Regions from separate parts of the Mus musculus genome. Here all the other regions are linked to region 1. A link is a contact called in public Hi-C and HiChIP or PLAC-seq data. All regions are on one chromosome and are shown on one strand. Each heading gives the region's core, a stretch centred on a gene start, on an enhancer-like site or on the middle of the called end of the contact. The rest is flanking DNA. Distances are from core to core; before and after follow the strand shown. Region 1 holds the start of Entpd8 (ectonucleoside triphosphate diphosphohydrolase 8). Region 2 overlaps Gm13387 (predicted gene 13387). Region 3 overlaps Pnpla7 (patatin-like phospholipase domain containing 7).

What was found. Hi-C and Micro-C count contacts between places; a contact is called where the count stands out from the background. HiChIP or PLAC-seq counts read pairs in DNA pulled down with a chosen protein or histone mark.
Region 2: a contact with region 1 is called in an HNF4G HiChIP or PLAC-seq map of pancreatic cancer cells. The contact joins the enhancer-like site here to the promoter of Entpd8 in region 1. A contact is called at or near these places in 6 of 39 promoter capture datasets (the HPC-7 cell line, cranial neural crest, embryonic stem cells and 2 more), 1 of 15 datasets of contacts at CTCF or cohesin (pro-B cells), 6 of 484 Hi-C or Micro-C datasets (2-cell embryo, the 63-12 cell line, bone marrow-derived macrophages and 3 more), 4 of 115 datasets of contacts at active chromatin or transcription factors (the HPC-7 cell line, embryonic stem cells, liver and 1 more) and 4 of 9 other capture datasets (adipose tissue, embryonic tail, liver and 1 more).
Region 3: a Hi-C map of liver shows a contact between it and region 1, with 1.9 times the contacts expected there. The contact joins the enhancer-like site here to the promoter of Entpd8 in region 1. A contact is called at or near these places in 14 of 39 promoter capture datasets (the HPC-7 cell line, the SN4741 cell line, embryonic stem cells and 7 more), 4 of 484 Hi-C or Micro-C datasets (all in liver), 1 of 115 datasets of contacts at active chromatin or transcription factors (embryonic stem cells) and 4 of 9 other capture datasets (adipose tissue, embryonic stem cells, liver and 1 more).

The regions. Positions count from the first base shown.
Region 1 is chr2:25,078,379-25,081,741 of GRCm38.p6, reverse strand. It overlaps Entpd8 (ectonucleoside triphosphate diphosphohydrolase 8), which reads right to left and starts at 1,419. Exons shown (of 10, transcript NM_028093.1): 1 at 1,191-1,419.
Region 2 is chr2:25,124,791-25,128,353 of GRCm38.p6, reverse strand. All of the region lies in intron 2 of Gm13387 (predicted gene 13387), which reads left to right. Among named protein-coding and RNA genes, the nearest start is that of Gm13387, 19 kb to the left of the region's middle. RefSeq lists an enhancer at 264-3,509. Within about 2 kb of position 1,638, at least 75 of the 459 cell types and tissues checked have an H3K27ac peak or open chromatin away from gene starts, as enhancers often do. A contact at or near this core is called in liver and pancreatic cancer cells, where this site is marked.
Region 3 is chr2:25,038,238-25,041,768 of GRCm38.p6, reverse strand. Pnpla7 (patatin-like phospholipase domain containing 7) reads right to left here. Exons shown (of 35, transcript NM_146251.4): 22 at 2,869-2,932; 23 at 1,998-2,166; 24 at 641-823. Among named protein-coding and RNA genes, the nearest start is that of Nsmf, 14 kb to the left of the region's middle. Within about 2 kb of position 1,503, at least 4 of the 459 cell types and tissues checked have an H3K27ac peak or open chromatin away from gene starts, as enhancers often do. A contact at or near this core is called in liver and pancreatic islet, where this site is marked.

The sequences.
Region 1 (3,363 bases), core at 170-2,669:
GAGGAAGGGCCTTAACACGTTCCAACCTTCCTCAGATGTCAAATCTGGGACTCCTAGGTTAGATCAGTAGCCAGGACAGCCACAAACAAACAAACAAACAAACAAACAAACAAACAAAATGGCCAAGAACAGTTTCCAAAGTCTTATTGGGCAAGCCCAGTATTGTCACAGAGCCTGGGGGCCAGTACAGAGGGTACAGCCCAGTGGAGCCAAGATGGACATTTCTGGTGCCACTATCAAGGGCTAATGAAGCCCCATCTAGACCTCCTACGTAGGCATCACCCTTCCTCTCCCTCTGGACCCTTGCTCTCTTGATTCCCCATGAAGAGTCCCATGTCTGGACTGAACTCAGGACTTCAGAGTCTCCCAGTGCTGGACTTCTTTCTGGGAGCCTCAGAACCATGCTACATGGAATCCAGGGGCCAGGTGTGGGCCCCTCAAGAGGCCAGCTAGCATTCTATTCTTCTTAACAAAGACATCTGATTTTTCTTGAAATCCTAAACTTGGATTTCTCTAATGGAGATCTGAGAGATTTTAGCTGACCCCGGATGAACCTGGGCAGCTGACCATGGAATGCTATTCTCCACAGTACTCAAGACATCTATACCCGTATCTCCTCTGGAGCCCAGCAGGGATTCCGAGTCCTGACCTACCCAGCCTACCAATGTACAGAGAAGCCACTAGGCAGCTCCTGGTCAGCTCTGCTTCAGAACATACCTCACAGTGGCTGTTGTTACCTACTGAACTTGGCAAAGCCGGGGTGTTCCCTGAGAATCCAAGCACTTCGAAATTCTGTGACTTGGTATCTCATGGCATATCCCCCAAGAATGAAAATACTCCCAGTGTTTCAAGAATGGTAAACAGAGGTTAGGACTCCTAGGGACAGGCTAAATGGGGCACTAGCTCATCTGAAGTAAGGGAAACGGAGGAAAAAGGACAAATGACCTGCCCAGAGACTGAATTGTAACTCCAGCCAGCACCCCAAAGCACAGGGACAAGTGGGTCACAGGTAGTAACTAAGAAAACACAGACCGCACCTCAGGGGTGTCATACCTGAGACTGGGTTGTTATACAAAAAGCACAAGGCAGGCTCCCCTCACCCAGGACAGGCAGTCCCCTCACTCACCCAGGAAAGGCACTCCCCTACCAAAGCCAGCCCACAGACCAGGACAGCCCCTGAGGTCGCTCACCTGCACTGGGAGCCAACTTTCAAGGATAGCTTGAGGAAGTTCTGCTTCTGACCTGCACACCTGCTGTCCTCCACACCCCGTCTCCACCTACTTGAACCTGGGGCTGTGGTGGGAGGAGCAGGCTGCTCTCTAGCTGCTGCTCTGGCATCTACTAATTTTACTCTATCTCATTAATTCCAGGCTTACATCTTGCTCCTGTGGAGGGAGGAAGAGCAGCGTCCCTAGTTGTCAGGACGGACTTTGGAACTGACCTGGGGATGACAGAGAAGGCAGGACTAGGGACACCCTCCCGCTTACTGTGGACCTTGTCCTCTGCCCTTCTTACTTGGGCCAGGCCAGATGGAGTCAAGTAACAAGTGACTGAGCGTCCAGAGGCTACAGGGCTGGGTGCTGCAGAGCTGCAGAGCTGCAAATGTAGGTGAGTCAGAGAAAGTCACTTTTCTTTAGACCTGTTGGGATTTTAAAACATAAGGTACTGGATAAAGCTCGGTTAAATATAGGTAGAATTGTTTACCTAGCATGCAGGAAGTCCTATGTTCAAGCCGCGGCACCATAGGAAATCGATGTGGAGGTACCTGATGAAGTCCTAGCACTCAGGAGGCAGGAGGATCAGATGTTTTAGGTCATCCTATGAGTACAAAGCCAGCTTGTAGGGGAGACCTAGCCTCAAAAAAAAAAAAAAAATGGAGAAAATGGAGCTGGAGAGATGATAGTTCAGTGGGCAAAGAGCTTGCCATACAAGCATGAGGTCCTGAGTTCAGAGGCACGACACTGACATAAAAGCTAGGTATGGTGGCCCATGTCTGTAATCCCAGTGTTGTGGACAGGGTTGGGGGCAAAAGCTGGTGAATTTCGACATCTTCCTGGCTAACCAGTCTAGCTAAACTGCAGAGCTTCGGGTTCAGTGAAAGACTCAGTCTCAGATGGATGATAGTAGATAAATGGATAAATAGTAGATAGATAGGTAGATGAATAGATAGATATAGACAGATGATAGATAATATATAATAGAGACAAGATAAATATATGATAGATAGATAATAGATATATAGGAAATAGAGATAGAGATGATAGAGATGATAGATAGATAGATAGATAGATAGATAGATAGATAGATAGAAGACAGATAATAGATATAGACAGATAGACAGACAGATGGTGTTCTTTTAGGGTTTCTATTGCTGTGATAAAACATCATAACCAAAAATAACTTGGGGAAGAAAGGGCTTGTTTGGCTTACACTTCAAGGTAACAGTTCATCACTGAGGAAAGTTAGGGCAAGAACTCAAGCAGGACAGGAACTTGGAGGCAGGAGCTGATGCAGAGGCTGTGGAGAAGTGCTGCTTACTGGCTTGCTCTTTCTTCCCTGTTTGGCCTGCCTTCTTATACAACCCAGGGTCACCAGTGCAAGGGTGGCACCGCCCACAGTGAGCTGGGCACTTCCACATCAATCATTAATCCAGAAAATGTTCTACAAGCTTGCCTAGAGGCCAGTCTGGTGGGGACATTTTCTCAGTTGAGGTTTCCTCTCTCAAAATGACTCTGGCTTGTATCATATGGACATAAAAACTAGCCAGCACAATTAGCTCTGCTTCAGAGCAACCTCACAGTGAATGTTGCTGCCTTCTGGACTAGTCAAAGCCAGAGTGTTCCCTGAGCCTCCAAGCACTCTGAAATTCTGTGACTTTGTATCCTGTAGCATACCCCACAGGAATGAAGGCACTCCCTTCAATCCCGGGTTCATGCAATTGAGGATTCACTCACCTTCACCAATGGCCTCCTCTGACATCTCTTTAGAAGTTCAGCCCTGCCACTCAGTGCCAAGTCTCACCAAGTCTCAGCTACTCTCCAGGACCCCTTCATGCCTTCAAAACCAACACTACTTGCAGGACTTTTACAATATCAGTTTTTTGTTTGTTTGTTTGTTTGTTTGTTTTGTTTTGTTGGGGTCCAAGAATGACCTCACAGACCACAGGAAGACTAATTTCCGTCAGACAGGAATAGTTCATTGAACATGAGCGATCAGGGCCACAATCCAGTTGCTGGAACTGAACAGTGACCCCGAGTTAAAGGGTTTTTTTTTGTTGTTGGGTTTTTTTGTTTTGTTTTGTTTTTTTGAGACAGGGTTGTTCTGTGTAGCCCTGGCTGTCCTGGAACTCACTCTGTAGACCAG
Region 2 (3,563 bases), core at 389-2,888, 46 kb before region 1:
ACGTACCGTAGCCGGGGAGGCTATTAATAATTTCCATATATCGTACTCCCATTATGAGCAAAAATAACCAGCATGAGCAGCAGCAAAGCTATCTGGCACCCCACCCCCAAGTCTCAGAGAGCCCAAAATAGCAGCCTGGGAAAGGCTTGGCGGCATCTAGCCCAAGGGGTCCGGGCTGGGCTTTCCCTGTGCTGACCCAATGCCTCCATAGCTGGCTCTTATCCAGGGGGCTTGGCCTCACCAGGTCCCATGGGGCACAGAGCGTGGGATGATCTCAGGGCAGGGGGAAGGTATGCATGGTTTGAAGAGAAATACAGAATATGAGGATAGTCTTAGGATCTGCATGCAGGGCTTAGAGGAGGACGGAACGTGATCACCAGGAGATACCTACAGCTTCACACAAGGGCCTTCTGGGTCACAGATCCTCCAGAAGCTGCAGGATCCAGGGAAACTAGGGATGTGCAGCACCCCATACACACATCATGTTAGGATCAGGCCCACTCAGAGTCCCCTAAGGCCCCTCCCTCCCCTGGGCCTGACCTGGCTTCATCAGAGACAGGGGAGCCAAGGACTGGGCTATTCTCTTCCGACTGTGGGTTCAGACTCTCTGCCAAGTGGCTCGGGGAGAAGGAAGTCTGAGTGAGATGGTGAGGGGCAGTGGGTGAAGGGTCTGGGGCTTCCCACAACTTCAACTGCATTGTTAGTGTCCTAGCGATGTTCCAGATGGTCAGTCTTCCCTAAGCCCGGCTCTTAATGGGACCCAAACCCCCTGACTGGGAGGCTTGTCTCAGGGTGGGCTGTGCTTCTTAAGTGTGGAGGCTCAAGCCTCATCTGTTAGGTAGATGGGCTGACCAGGAGCATTCTGGGAGCTAGAGGTGCACGGTTATGCTTTCTATATGGGGTCACTAGGCTAGTTTATATATGCCAGGCAGGCTCTCCCCACGCACCTAGGCTGCCCTCTAGTGGCCAGGTGGCCTGGTGTGCAGCCAGCACTCCTAGGTTCGAAGTCCCATTATCCACAGTGTGGATCTGTAGAGGCAGTGGGGTGTTTTGGAAGAGGTTTGTTTGTTTGTTTGTTTTATTTTCATAGCCTACCTGGGCAGGGGCTAGGGCAAGAGAGACGCCGTCCCACTCCTATTTAGCTACTGTCAGCTGCCCTTGCTGGGTGAGGGGAGGCAGCAGAACCCAGAGCCACCTCCTCCAGGAAGGGCCCTGGCTTTGGCCTAGCTTGAGCTTCAGGGATCTTTGTGGCCTATTATTTTGGTCAGACCAGCCTAGGATGGGTCTCTGGCCATTTCTGCTGAATCTTCTCTGAGATCATGATAGACCAGTGCATGGGTGACCTGGCAAGCCCAGGCTCTCAGTGAAGATCCCTGCCTGTCCAGTACAAAGGCTTGGATACGGTTCCACAGGAGGGAGAGGTCAGGACTAGGCTGAAAACAGATGGAGGTAATAGGACCCCTTTCCTGACCCTCTGCTGCCCAGGTGGGACACTCAGAGCTGTACAGCCAGCTGGGTCAGAGTAGCCGGGAGGGAACCTCAGGAAAACAATCAAGAAATCCAGAGGGGCTAGGGTTGTGGCTTCTGGAAGTATAAGTTTCCCCTGCTCCCCCACTCCCCTGAACTGCAGGAGGGCTGGGCAGGTGCCCAGGCTGGCTTAGGACCAGACTGCATGGCTGGCCTAGGACCCCAGTGCCAGCCCGTACTCCTACCTCTGTGCTGGCCTGAAGCCAAACACTTTTTTTTTTTTTTTTTTTTTTTTTGCAAAGCTATCTTTTTACCTTGATAAGCTGTTTTAAAAATGTAAATAAAATAACTCGGCAGACAAAAGCAGGCATTGATTCTGCCCAGAGCCAGCCGCTGCCCTCGACATGAAATATCGCAGCACATTGAGTCGTGAGTCCTTGCTAATCCAGGCAGACAAGCTTGAATGAGGCCCCTTTGGACGGGCGCGGTGGTGGGCAGTGGAGCATGCACCGCCTGCTGGGCGGCCCTGTCCTGGACAATGGCTTTTCTTCCCAGAAGGGGCCTGTGCAGGACAAGAGCCCCCTTTGTGTAGAATGTCTGCCTTGGAGAGCAAGAGAGGCACATTCAGCAGCCCCAGACACTCTTTGAAAAGCTTCAGTGTAACAGAAGACGCTGAAACACTAGCTTGCCTTCTGCCTCGCAGCACTCTCTCCAGGCACAGCCGCCATTCAGCCTTAAGAACGGGCGGGGGGTGTGGGGGGGGGCATGTCAATGCCCAACCCCACATTGTTCCTGGCTGTGTGGCCATCTTGGTTTCTCCGTGCCCCTCAATAGTTTTGAGAGGCAGGTGTGACAGGAAATGAAGCTATGTGAGTCGTGGTACTGCTGACACATGGCCTTCTCCCAGGGCCAACCAAGGTCTACGGGGCTTAGGTGGCTGGCTTCTGGTGACAAATACCTAAATCACAGCTGTAGGAGTGGAGGCCTCCAGAGCACTGTTCTGTCCCTAACGAGTGCTCATCTTTGACTCTCAATGGCAACAGGGTGGAAGTCATGATGCTGGAATGAGTGATGGCCTCATTGAGTTCAGCAGGCATGTGTGGGCCAGAGTCCACTTGAGGCATCCTCTAGCCATGAGCTGGGGTCTGTATCTCTTAGGCTGCATGACAGAACTCTAGTTGTGCAGTGACTGGAAGCCCCTCCTTCTCCAGGCACCTCATGCAGATCTGGTCACAGCCTGGGCCTCCTAGCTGGGTCTGGGACTCTGAATACAGAACTTTAGGACTAGACTCTTACAACCTTCTGGGCCTGCACCAAAGATGTCAGTGCTAGCAAAGTTAACCCAGAAACTATAATGCCAACAGCACACAAGTTCTCCTCCGGAGACTCCTGCCCTAGGGTATCCGGGCAGCACAGGCTGAGCGGTCTCAGCCATTTAAGTGTTTCTGTCTGGGGTGCCTGCCTACATACTCAGCAAACAGACAGATTGATCAACTGACAAATGGACAAAGGGCAGGAGAGTGGCCTGCCAGCTTAGGGATGTTTGCCACGTGCTACACAGTCTTGCTGGAGCTCATCGGCAAGATTGGCCCGCCAGAGCTGAGAGGGGCTAGGAGGCAATCTCAGAAGGGCTCCTCTGGGCATGCAATGAACAGAGTTCTGGGGAGTGACATTGGGGTGGGATCTACACTTTGATACCTTTTCTCAGATAAAGTACTATGAGGGGCTTCTGAGCCCAGTCTCTGAGGCCCTAACTCTGGAAGGCCCACAGCCCCATACAGCCCTATATGGGACTACAAACAGCCTCTTTCTGGCTTCTGCCTGTCCTACTGAACACACACACCAAGAGGCAGAAAAAGTGTCCCAGCCCCCTTTCCTGAAGGCTATGAGAGGCATGGAGAGTCCTCTTGGTGGGCTGACAGGAGCTCCAGAGTGTGACCCCAACAGCCTTGGGGAGCTCTCTGGGAGGACGTTGACTACATGGTCTGCAGATGTGCATGACTGCCCAAAACCCAGCTTCCAGTGAGACACTGTCCAGAGCCCATGAGGATGTGGGACTTAGCTCGGGGAGAGGCTTGGAGCTCGGGGCAGGCCTG
Region 3 (3,531 bases), core at 254-2,753, 40 kb after region 1:
AGGTCCAAGCTTACCTGGTGGGTGCTGGCAGAGGACAAACAAACCTGGAGGGAGCTTATAGACTACCTAAGACCACAGAGCCCCCCAGGATGTCCCACCTGAGTCTCTCCACTGGCCCTCTATGTAGACAGTATTCTCAGGAGCAGAGATGCAGTTAACAGGATGCTGTCCATTGAGCTGTGAGGGTTGAATGAGCTATGGCATGTGGGCACCACCTAGTTTTCACACTGGGCCCGAAGAACTAAAGCTGACCCAAGGAAGAAGTGTCTCAGGATTGTGTCTGCTTCTGCCCTGAAGGGATAGTGTAGGGACCTGATCATGAGATCTCTCTGGGGCTTTGGCTAAATGTGAGGCTCTCAGCCTTGGACCCTGAACCTAAGTCAAGCACAGACTCCTGGCCTTCCCAGGTCTTGATGGCCTCTGTGCTTGTGCTCCCACCATGTTGTGCCTTTCTTCATCTGCAAGGTAGCACAAGAGTTAAGGTCACAGTCAGAGTTCAGAGGCAGAGGCAAGCCCAACCAGAACCCACAAGCCCTGATGCTGCATAAAGGGGGAGGAAGACAGTTTTAAATATATAGCTGAAGGCCAGAAATGATGTAGTCAGGGCCAAGTCCCACTGAGCCAGCCCACCAGGTCTTACCAGCTTGGGCAAGCTTCTCTTGGAGAAGACACGGCGTGGGCAGCAGAGGTGCAAATGGCCAGAACACCAACTTCGCATGTTGAGCCACTCCACTGTGCGGGAAGGCACTGGACCGTCCTCTTTGTGCAGCAAGATTAGCTGCTTCTGGGCACGCACAGCTGTGCTCTCCAACATCTGCTCCAGCTAGGGGAAGAGAAGGGCCTGGTCAGCAAGTTCAGGCAAGCCTGAGCACTGAGCACAATATATAGAACCAAGGACCATCACAGAGTTGTCCCCAAGATCTACACTCAACAATACCCTGATGACTGGCCCCAGAGAAGACAGTGTGTGATTGGTCTAGTTAGTAGCTAGGCTATAAAGACGGCCCATCTTGGGGTTACTAATACTCTGACCACATGGTCCACTCAACTGTAAATGCTGGGTGGCCAACATGACTGTGAGGGTGCTCGGAGTACGAGACAGGAGCATGTCCTGTATCTCAAATACTACTTCATGAATGTGTGCTACAACCTTTACAAATGACGCACACCTTTTGGGGAACTGCCCTTACAAAACAGCACAGCTTCTCTACAATGGGGGGTCACGCCAGAGGGGATGAACTTGGCTGCTCCCAGATTAGACAGGCAGAGGAGATGCCTGAAATGAGAGCTGAGCAGGTAGACCAGAGAGGAGACGAGAACACTAATCAAAATGAAGACTTATTGCTCCTCAGAGTTTTCATTTCTGGGAAGGACATGGGGCTTTTCAGCCATACCTGCAGCCATTCACAAAGGGAAACTGAAAACAAGCCGCTCAGCACTTGGCCGAATCTAATAAGAGCAAACAAACCCTCTGGGGTCAACAGCCTGAAAGCCTCTGAAGACAACTGGCACTGGATTCGGTGCTGTGAAGTAACCAGCAGAGGCTGCAAGCACAGATGGTGCAGTGCTCACAACGGAAAAACAACAGCCACCAAAATGGACCAAACCTGGGGTGGGGGGTGGAGGGTGTCTGTATCAAAATCCTACCTGCTGATGGAAAGGCAAATTTCATGCTGGGTGGAGGTGGCACACACCTCTGATCCCAGCGCTTGGGTGGCAGATGCAGAGGGATCTCTATGAGTTCAGAGGCCAGCCTGGTCTATATAGTGAGTTCCAGGACAGTCAGGGATACAGAGTGAAACCCTGTCCCAAAACACCCAAAAATAAATTTCAGAATGATATAAAATAGGCCTCTGTTTCTCTATAATCTCTAAGAGTGAATACTGCAAAGCGTCTAAAGAGTGGGTGGTAGATATGTGGGTCCTCTTCTGAGTAATATTTCAACCAAAGCAAAGATGGACATAGTTCAGGAGATGGAAGTCCCTCTGAGCACTCACCTCACCTACTGCTGGCTCTTGCTCACCCAAGCCCACGATGAGGATGCAGTCAGCCTGCCGGATGCAGCGCTGGGTCCACGGTGTGAGTGTGCCGTCTGCCTGATACAGCACAATCCGGTGGATGTCCTCCTGCTGGCCCAGCCAACTGGAGAGCCGGTACTCATGGATGCTGCAAGACACAGGGCAGCACCTCACCTTCTTAAAATAATTTTTAAATTTTATTTATGTATGAGTGCTCTGTCTGCATATATATCTGCAGGCCAGAAGGTGGAAACAGATCCCTTTATAGGTGTCATGAGCCACCATGTGGTTGCTGGGAACTGAACTCAGGACCTCTGATAGAGCAGACACCAGCCCCCAAATTTTTTTCTTTTCTTTTCTTTTTTTTTCTTTCTTTTTTTTTTTTTTTTTTTTTATTTAACAGTATCTCACTATATGGCACTGCTGGCCTGGAACTCACTCTGTAGGCTACACTAGCCTTGAATTTACAGAGATTGGTCTGCCTCTGCCTCCTGATTGCTGGCCTCTCACCTTCTTCATTAGCATCCCTCCCACAGAACAGCAAAGGAGGCTTGGAACTGGGCAGTTGAACAGAGGCTGTGGCCAGGTCTAGAGGTTGGTGGCTTAAGAGAAAGTGAGATGCAAAGCTGCCTATATGTTAAAGAGAGGCCTGTTGTCTCCTGGACCTCTAGTGGTACCCAAGGACATATACAGAATAGAGAATACAGCTGGACAAGGAACATGCTGTCATGTGCAGACACCAAGCACAGGGATAATGAGGCCCATCTTAGGACCATGCCAGGACAGCTAAGAAAGAAGTTCGAATTGGCTAAAATTCTCCATGTGAGACCACACGGGGGCAGGGGCGCACCTGTCTAGAGCAGCGGAACCCAGGCGTTGTTTGATGTTGTCACTGGTCAGCAGCAGGACAGGACCTGAAAACAACCACCTATTTCAGAAGTCTGTCCCAGCAGCCACCTCTTAGGAAAAGCAAGGGATCAGGGTTTACACCTTGTCCTGGGGCCAGCTCCTTGAGAGGGATTGCTGGCAACGGGATGAGCCACGCTTTTAGGCTGCCTCTCCAAATCTGGGTCTCCTGTGGACATATGAACCAAGTCCTTACAATCCTACCTGCAATCAGGTGTGTGGACACAGGGTGGTAGCACACACAGCATGCCACAGTAAAGCCTGAAATCCTGTAATTGCCCAAAGCCACATCTAAAGTGGCCTGGATCTAAATCTAGTCCATTCACAAGCAGGTGACAAGCTTTCACAACCATGCTTCTCAAATTAGCTAAGGAAGGGTCACCTGTGGCCCAGAAGCAATGCAGAGGGCAGAGCACTGGGCACCTCAGGAAACTGCCTCACATGGCCGTAGGTGGAAAAAGGCCTAGCCATGGGAAAGCCAAAAATAATACACAAGGGGACTTAAATCACTCTTAACAAGCCAATCATGATGACCCAGCCTCAAATCCCAGCACTTAGAAAGTAGAGGCAGGTGGATCTTTATAAATTCAAGGCTAGCCTGGTCTAC